Regions from separate parts of the Mus musculus genome. Here regions 2 and 3 are each linked to region 1. Evidence: chromatin contacts called from public promoter capture Hi-C and targeted proximity ligation data. All regions are on one chromosome and are shown on one strand. The core of a region is the stretch at or near the end of the contact, and the rest is flanking DNA. Distances in the headings are between cores, read along the strand shown. Region 1 holds the start of AW112010 (expressed sequence AW112010). Region 2 holds the start of Mpeg1 (macrophage expressed gene 1). Region 3 holds the start of A330040F15Rik (RIKEN cDNA A330040F15 gene).

Region 1 (2,700 bases), core at 39-2,538:
AAAGATGTCCCGAGTTCCTTGAGTTAGAATACACTCACCCTCTCAGAGCCCTAGGACACAGAGAATGGGTCTCCATTCTGGAGCCTCACAACCCAGTCTAAAAGCCCTTCACTCCTCCTCCTCAGAGGCAAGGGACCAAGATCAATGTTGAGTGACAGCTCTCTTGACCTGCCAGTCAACTTGATAACCTCCACCTATCTTCATTGTTGTGTTTTGTTTTGTTTTTTATTGCTCTGAAGAGACATATGACCAAGGCCACTGATTTTAATTAATTAACTTATTTATTAATTAATTAATTTGGAGGCCCACAGTTTCAGAGAGTTACAGTCTGCAATCATCATAATGGGAAGCAGGGCATCAAGCAGGCCGGCATGGCACTGGAGCGGTAGTTAAGAGTGTACTTCCTGCGGAGGAAGAAGAGAGGGGATCGGGGGAAGGGAGAGAGGGAATAAGAGAGAGAATGTGCACAGTGGGACACACCTCCTCCAGCAAAGCTACACCCCCTAATTCTTCCCAAACAGTTCCCAACCAGGAACCAAGCTTTTAATTTATGAGGTGGGGGGGTCTCACTCAAAGGACCACACCCTATGGAGAGCGGGGCCTTCTGTCTCTGCTGGGGATTGCCTCCTCTTCCTTATATTTCCATGTCACCTCTATTACTCCCAATCTGACCAGTCAGCTGGCTGTGCCAGCAGTGACTGCTTCCCTGTCACTACACAAGATCTTTCACAGACACTCTATGGGCTTTTTAGCAACGATAACAAGGTGGCACCAACAGGAGAGCTCATTAAACCTATTGTCCCTTGGTTCTGGAGGCAGGAAGTCTGAGTTCAGGGTGTCAGCAAGGCTCCATCCTTCAGGAGGACTGGGAGGAGAGTCTCCTCCAGGCTTCTCCTAGCCTCTGGCTTCTGGCAGTATAATAGTGAACTCTCCTTGTATTCACATCTGCTAATTCTTTAACCTACAACCCACGATGAAAATGCAAACACAGGAGATACACGCTTGAGTGTAATCCTGTGTCCTGCCTGAAACCACATCCTAGAGAGCCCTGAAGAATATCCACTGACCCATGTACTTGTGTTACTCTTACCAAAAAAAAAAAAAAAAAAAAATCAGCATTTGCTTTAAATCATTGAAATATCATATTATGTCTGCTTATTTCCATAGCCAAGGATGAAGCAGTTGTCTCAGGCAACACTGTACTGTGTTCCAAGCAAGGAATTTCCCAAGTGGGAAAAGGCTCTTGGGCTGTGTTTGCAGATCTTCCTGTTTGTTTGTGGGATAGGCCAACTAATTGTGTAAACTTCTCTCAGACTCGGGGTTTTTCAGTCCACTCCTGTTTAGCAAATAGTGCCCCAAAGCAATTCAAAGGGAAAGTGAAACTGACATTCTCAAACTTTATATAAAAAACCAAAGAGAAGATCAGCAGGAGTCTAGCAGACAACCTGAGCTGCAAGATGTCTCCCGTAAGTACCTCTTGATCTGTAAGGGGAAATCTATAGTGGGTAAGAAGGCCCATGGAAGGCCTCATCCCAGCTTACTGGAGAGAATGAGTGTCACCTTCTGTCTTTGAAAGCTTGCATTTAGTTTGTTATTATTTCTAAGTCTGTTTTTCCAGGAAGATATAGTTCTTGTGGGGTGGGTATCTCCTGTCTGACACCACAGAACTCAATTCTAAGCCTGGGATGTAGAGAGGAGACAGCACTAGGTAGGCATATGAAGGGCCAGCCAGGCGCTGCGGGAAATACACACACACACACACACACACACACACACACACACACACGCACACGGAAATATCTGGAAAGGACAAAGCAAAGGACTTAAGCGTAAGTTTCTCCTGGGTCCTCCTGTGTAAGTTCTTTCTGATTTTCTCCTCAGTTGTGGATCACTTCACTGACTTTTTCTCAACGTGCAGAGGCCTTAATTCCTTCCCCTTTTAAAATAGCTCTGTTCCAGCCCAGCAGACTTTTTAATGATCTAGCTTTCTCTAAAAGCTCAGAACAATGGCAGGAGTCTGTACCCTCTTCTGAAGATGAGGCACCCTGTATGTAGTTAGAATCTTCCTCTGCCCTAGAAAAAAACATTTGATACAGGCCCTGCTCTCTCCATGTTAGCTTTGCCTTCCCCCTCTAGCCTTTAACCATCTCACTTTTCTGACTGTTCTTGTCCATGACCTCACATCCTACTCTTACCCAGAGGAGCCTCTCTGTTTTGCTCCAGACTGCACCTAGAATTGTCAGGGTCAGAGTCCAGGCTCAAGCAATCCAGATTCATCTACCCAGTCCTTAATGGGCCAACTAAACAAATAAGAGTGGAAGGTAGAAAAAAATGAATTCATTGTGACTTCATTGAGAAGCAGAGCAAAGGGGTCCAGTGACTTGGCCCCACCTGGGCTTATCACTCAGTTTCTAACATGGAGTTTAAATAAAGAGCCAGAGGTATGCAAAGCGAAGAATTTCTTTTTTTTTTTTTTAATTTTTATTTTATTTTAATTAGGTATTTTCTTCATTTACACTTCCAATGCTATTCCAAAAGTCCCCCATACCCTCCCCCCCACACTCCCCTACCCACCCACTCCCTCTTCTTGGCCCTGGCGTTCCCCTGCACTGAGGCATATGAAGTTTGCAAGACCAATGGGCCTCTCTTTCTACTGATGGCCGACTAGGCCATCTTCTGATGCATATGCAGCTAGAGACA
Region 2 (2,700 bases), core at 57-2,556, 1.4 Mb before region 1:
CAGGTTTCTAAGGTGATGCCTGGATAGAAGGGAACCCCTCCAAAACTCTGCACCCTGGAGTTGGTCCTGTTCGACAGGTAGTCCTTCGTCAAACTGGTCTGAGAAATGTAGTCTGTTTCAACTTTGAAGTTCACAATGTTTAAGAAGGCAATCCCTGCAGAAGCGGTCACGGTGTTCTGGCTATTCTGGTTGTCCAGAAGGAAGGAGGACCTTACGTGATCCTCCTGAACCAGTGCAGCCCCAGCATCCACACTAGTGATTACGTGTGTGCCATAGTTGAGGATCAAGAGCTCTGCCAGGTAGGTGGCCATCTTCGTCTGGTTTTTCTCTAGTTGGTCACAGATGTCCATAAGTGCCTTCGTAAACCCCAAGCTGAGCTCTGAAGTTGGGGTGGTTTTCACTGTGTAGATCCGGTTTCTTACCTGAACCCTGGTAGTCACAGCTTGGTCCTTTACTTGAAGGGTCTTCATCCTTTGGAACTCAGTAGAGAACTTGCCGTTGACTCTGGAGAAAAGGGCGAGTTCTGTGTTGATAGAAAGTGAGGTGGTACTCTGGTAATTCATCCAGGACTCCAGGACTTCTGAGTTCATCTCCAGGTTGCTCTCTTTCTGAGGAATAGTATACACTTCATCGGGGATGATGTACTGCCCATCTTCTGTGGTCTTACAGTTGGTGTATGTCAAGTCCATCACCCGTCCCATGTCTACATTTCTCAGATTATCCCAGCCTCCTCCTGGTAGGACCTCCAAGACAGGTAGTTTCAGGGCATTCTTGCATATTTGAAATCCAGTGGTACCCGTTTCTCCAAGAGGCTTGTCTGCTTCAGCACACGCTATTATCATCCAGATGAGGACCAAGGCCATGAAGCTGTTCATGGCGCAGATGGTTTTGGCCATATACCAGCCCTAAGCATTCACCAACAAGACTGGGGCAAACAGAAGGATGGAAAAGAAAGCGGTTGTTGAAACAGAAAATTCTACAGTTCTCCTAAAACCATCAGTTCCTCTTTATGCTGCTCCAATTGCAAAACAGAGAAGTGAAAGCTGGTTGGAATATTAGAGACCATTAGTACCTTGTAAAAATTATTCTACTCTGGATATGCAAAGATACACTCTTCAATCCCCCCCCCCCCACACACACCCTATGTCCCTCACCCTGCCTTTCTTCTACACAGGGGTTTGGCACCCAGTAAAAGTGTGGATTCAACAACTTACCTCTGTCAGAAGGCTCTGTCTGGCTTTTGTTTCACTCTCTTTGACTTCAAAACCTGCCTTTCTCTTCTTTTGTGAAATCACAGTATTAGTTTCTTTTTACTGGAAACGCAGGAGTTAGTAGCAACCTTGTGCTTATTTACATACCCCGCCTCCAGGCTACTCTGTGTCAAGGACAAATCTTAGATGTCTCATTGGTACACTGAAGTTGGGGCCTGCCCCCTGAGAACAAAAGTGTAAAATAATAAATAAATAAATAAATAGATAACCTCAGATGCATGCTTTGTGAGGTCTCATTGTTACAAACTCAAACAGTCCTATTTTGGAGATAGACTTATCTAGGGCTGAACTGCTCAGGAAAGCATTCCGTTTGCTGGGAACCCTCACCCTGAATTGTTCTGGGCATCCTGGGTGAGGGTGAGGGCTTCCACGCTGTTCTGTTTTTCTCCGTTCAGAGAGAAATATTCAAGAGAAGACAAAAGCCACACTACAAATTTGCAAAGTTTGGTTTACTCAAAGCATACAAACGGCCCAGGAGCATCCGTGCTTGTGTCCACACATTTGTCTGATCGTCTCCATGTGTGCAATTTTTAAACTAAGCAGCAACTGACCACACGTTTAACTTTTTCATCCAAAAACTTTTTTGTCAGCAAAGACAGCAAAAAAGGAAACATGCTCTTTATTACATGGGTTAAAAGTACTAAAATTCATTTCTTCTATTGTCAGGAAAACATAATGAGCACTCTTTTCTCAACACCCACCTCTTCTTTTTGTCTAGCAGTGATACTAGCTCCTTTAGATTTGTGATTCAGAGAGGAGTAGTCTGTGCTAGCGATCAAGTATCAGAATTAAGGGAGGCTTAGGTGAATTACACAGTTGTAACACCTGGAGTGTCTTGGTTCATTTAGCAGCAGCCAGGAACTCTATAGCAGATAATAAATCTTCACACAGCACCCTCATAGCACCCCAGATCATTTTAGGAGCAAGATGCAGGGCTAAGACTTTAAAAGCAGAAACATGTTTCAGCCGTGGGTGAAGACTACCACCTGTGTATAGGCTGTGAAGATCTTAACGAACTAAATTATCTCAGGTTGTCATTGAGGAAGCAACAAAGCATTTTTGAAGGACTTGAGCTTCCCTAGCCATGATCCAGGCTCCAGTGGTGTTCTGTAAATCCATAAAAGCCTTAGCATGGTTCTATTCATGCCAAGGTGTTTGGGGAAACTGACTCACACCAGCCTCCAATGAGGAATGAGTTTGTGAACGATGTCCAAGCTATACCAAGTTGGAGAACCCAGCCGAGTCACTGCAGAGGGTGCTCTAGTTCATATATAAGCAGGGTTATGTATTTATACCTCAGGAGACAGCACCTAGAGTTTAAAAGCTGAGACTTGAACGCCCTTGAGTGCTTGCAATAACTCAGTAAGTGCACTCTTCTATTTTAACTGGCTTATGCACACCTATTTGATGACAGGCAGGCTAGCAATTT
Region 3 (2,700 bases), core at 193-2,692, 1.5 Mb before region 1:
GACAGACAGACAGACAGACAGACAGACAGACTTTATAGGCTAGGCTCCACATGTGAGAGATGTGCTGTCTGTCTAAATCTGGAGGGTTTTTTTTTCTAATTCCCATATTCATTCATTTTTCTGTAAGTTATGTGATTTCATTTTTCTTTACAGCTGAATAAATACCATTTATATATGTGCCACGTTTTCCTTATCCATTCATCTGTTGGCTCCATTTGGGCTGGTTCCATTTCTTTGCTATTTTGAATAGAAAACCAATAAATGTGGATGTGCAGGTATCTCTGTGGTAGAATACACACACACACACACACACACACTCACACACACACACATACACACACTCACACACTCAGAAGTATATCTGGATCATAGGGAAGTTCTGTTTTTTTAATTTTTAGAAATGTATACTAATTTATATAATGGCTGTACTAGGTTACATTACCTCAACAGCACTGCTGTCTCTTTTCTTTATCTTAGTAATTGTCACTAGGGGAAGATGGAATCCAAAACGTAGCTTCAATTTTCACTCAGCTGGTAACTAAGAATGCTGAACGCCTTTTTAATCTCTGGTGTCCATATGTGGTCCTACTTTTGCGAACGGTATCTTCCATTCATTGGCTGATTTATTGACTAGCTATTTTGAAGTTTAATTACTGCAGTTCTTTATATATTCTAGACGCCCAGCCCCTGTCTGAGGCATAGCTGGCAAAGACATTCTCCACTCTGCAGGCTGTTGGAGAATGTTGCAGAATGTTCACTCTGTCCTGTCCTCTGTGGACAAAGGGAGGAGCCTCTCTGCCAGGCATTCCGGAGCCCAGTCCTCCGGTTCTTCTCTCCACCACATCCAGATGCTCCAGCTCTGGAATCCCTGGCTCCAATCTCTCTTCCCAGTAATTTTCCAGCACTTTTCACACACTAGACTGTAACTAGACACTGAGGAACCCTACGGCTTCCCAAATCTTACATCCAGGAGTTGTCAGTGGGAAGGGGGGGTCCATAGAAGAGGGCCAGATTCAGCCAGGTTGAAGGGAGGGGGAGGTGTACGGCAGCCCCAAAGGTGCTTGAGGCAAAGCAAAGTCAGCTGAGGTGTGAGCAGTAAAAGGGCTCCAGCAGTATCTTGCTGAAGACCCCGCATTCCTTGGGAACTGCAAAGTCCTAGAATTCCTGCACTAAGGGCCAGTAGGGGCTGGGGGTGGCGATGGGGGCATAAAGGGGTCTCCTGCAGCTAGGCCGAAGCTGGGTTTGTATAATCAAGACAATTTAAACTACTTGCCAGGACAAATACTTGAAGGTGGTCTTGGAATCCTGTGAGGATCTAAGGAAGGGAAACACCTGCCCTCAACACCTATCACGTGAGGACATCAGTAAGCAAAGCTAGTCACTGGGTGAGTCAGTGGACAGACCAGGGATTTGGATGGCTCACCCGTGTCTTGGCGGAACTGGTTCATGGACTGCAGGTCGATGATGTAGGGGGCAATCTGTCTCTCCACCTAGCCCAACACCACGCTGGCCCCGCGCGTGGACCAGCGCAGCACCGCCTTGAAGTGGTGTTTCACAGCAGGGCTGTAGGGACACCAGCCGCCATGATCGGTCAGCCATTCCTACACCACTAGGGTCCAAGGCTGAGGTCTGGAGCATGAAGTGCCCTGAGATGCTCCCTTCCCCGTCCTTGCACACCCGGCCTCGGGCGCCACCGCCTCCCGGGAAGCCTCAGCTGTGGTTCATGGGGGAGTCTGCAGTCGCTTAGGCACCGGGACGCGGACCCGTAGCTGCCCGCCTCCAACTGTGCTCCACCGCCCCTGTCGCTGCCGCTGCTCCGAGGGGTCCAGCGGCTTCATGCAAAAAACCTGACCCTGCACATTCGCCGCCCGCCTTGCAAAGCCACCCAGGGCGCACGGCCCAAGCGCGACGCAGCACCCGCCTCGCACCAGTTGAGCCTCGCTGGAGTTGCATGGTCACGCCCTCCGTCCTCTCTCCGCTGGGAGCCAGGCAACGGCGGTGGCACAGCTCCCTCCCTGGGGCTCCGCTCAGAGGCTTCCAGGTGTCTCCCCTCCCCGGAAGAACGCCAAGGTGAGCTCACGCCCGCGGATACTTCCCGGGTCCCCGGGTGTCCAAAAGCTCGCTTGCCATCCCGGTCCCAGGGGCCAACGCGGGGACTGAGGTTTGCAGCCACTAACTTCCTGTCTGTTTTCAGCTCAGCGCTGGCTGTATCCGCGGCCAGAGCTCCTACACTTGAGTCTCACCAGGGCTTTTGCTCGCACTGACATACACACACTGACGAACACACGCACGCTCAGCCCCACGCCTTCTTCTTCTGGCCTGCTATTACCTCATCCAGGCCTGAATCCTGGAGGTGTGTCAGATATGCAGAAGCCACGCCCTCTGTCAGTTTGCACCAGCATCTTAGAGCTTTCATGCTCTCTGCTGGTCAAACGTCACAGTTGTGACCACTGAAAGTCAGTGCCAAGGGATGCATGCGTTTATGGTATAAACTTTATGCTGTCTATGTAGAAATCAGAGCAGGCTGAAATATTGTACTGCCTTTTGAAAGTCAATATGAAACAAAGAAATAGACTCTTATACTCTGTACCCATTGGATGTTGTATATGTACATACATAAAATGGGTTTAATTAGAACTACCCCCAGACACTAATGACTATCAAATAAAAAGCCTAGTGCCAGGTGTGGGGCCAGGTGTG

The links. Promoter capture Hi-C pulls out the DNA fragments that hold promoters and counts their contacts.
Region 2: a contact with region 1 is called in a targeted proximity ligation map of bone marrow-derived dendritic cells, with 4 times the contacts expected there. A contact is called at or near these places in 1 of 39 promoter capture datasets (liver) and 2 of 130 datasets of targeted methods (bone marrow-derived dendritic cells and pancreatic cancer cells).
Region 3: a promoter capture Hi-C map of liver shows a contact between it and region 1. A contact is called at or near these places in 2 of 39 promoter capture datasets (both in liver).

Annotation. Positions count from the first base shown.
Region 1 is chr19:11,049,154-11,051,853 of GRCm38.p6, reverse strand. It overlaps AW112010 (expressed sequence AW112010), which reads left to right and starts at 1,288. Exons shown (of 3, transcript NR_102366.1): 1 at 1,288-1,466.
Region 2 is chr19:12,459,376-12,462,075 of GRCm38.p6, reverse strand. It overlaps Mpeg1 (macrophage expressed gene 1), which reads right to left and starts at 1,306. Exons shown (of 2, transcript NM_001374668.1): 1 at 1,215-1,306; 2 at 1-925. The coding sequence starts at 875.
Region 3 is chr19:12,595,308-12,598,007 of GRCm38.p6, reverse strand. It overlaps A330040F15Rik (RIKEN cDNA A330040F15 gene), which reads left to right and starts at 1,442. Exons shown (of 2, transcript NR_015503.1): 1 at 1,442-2,070.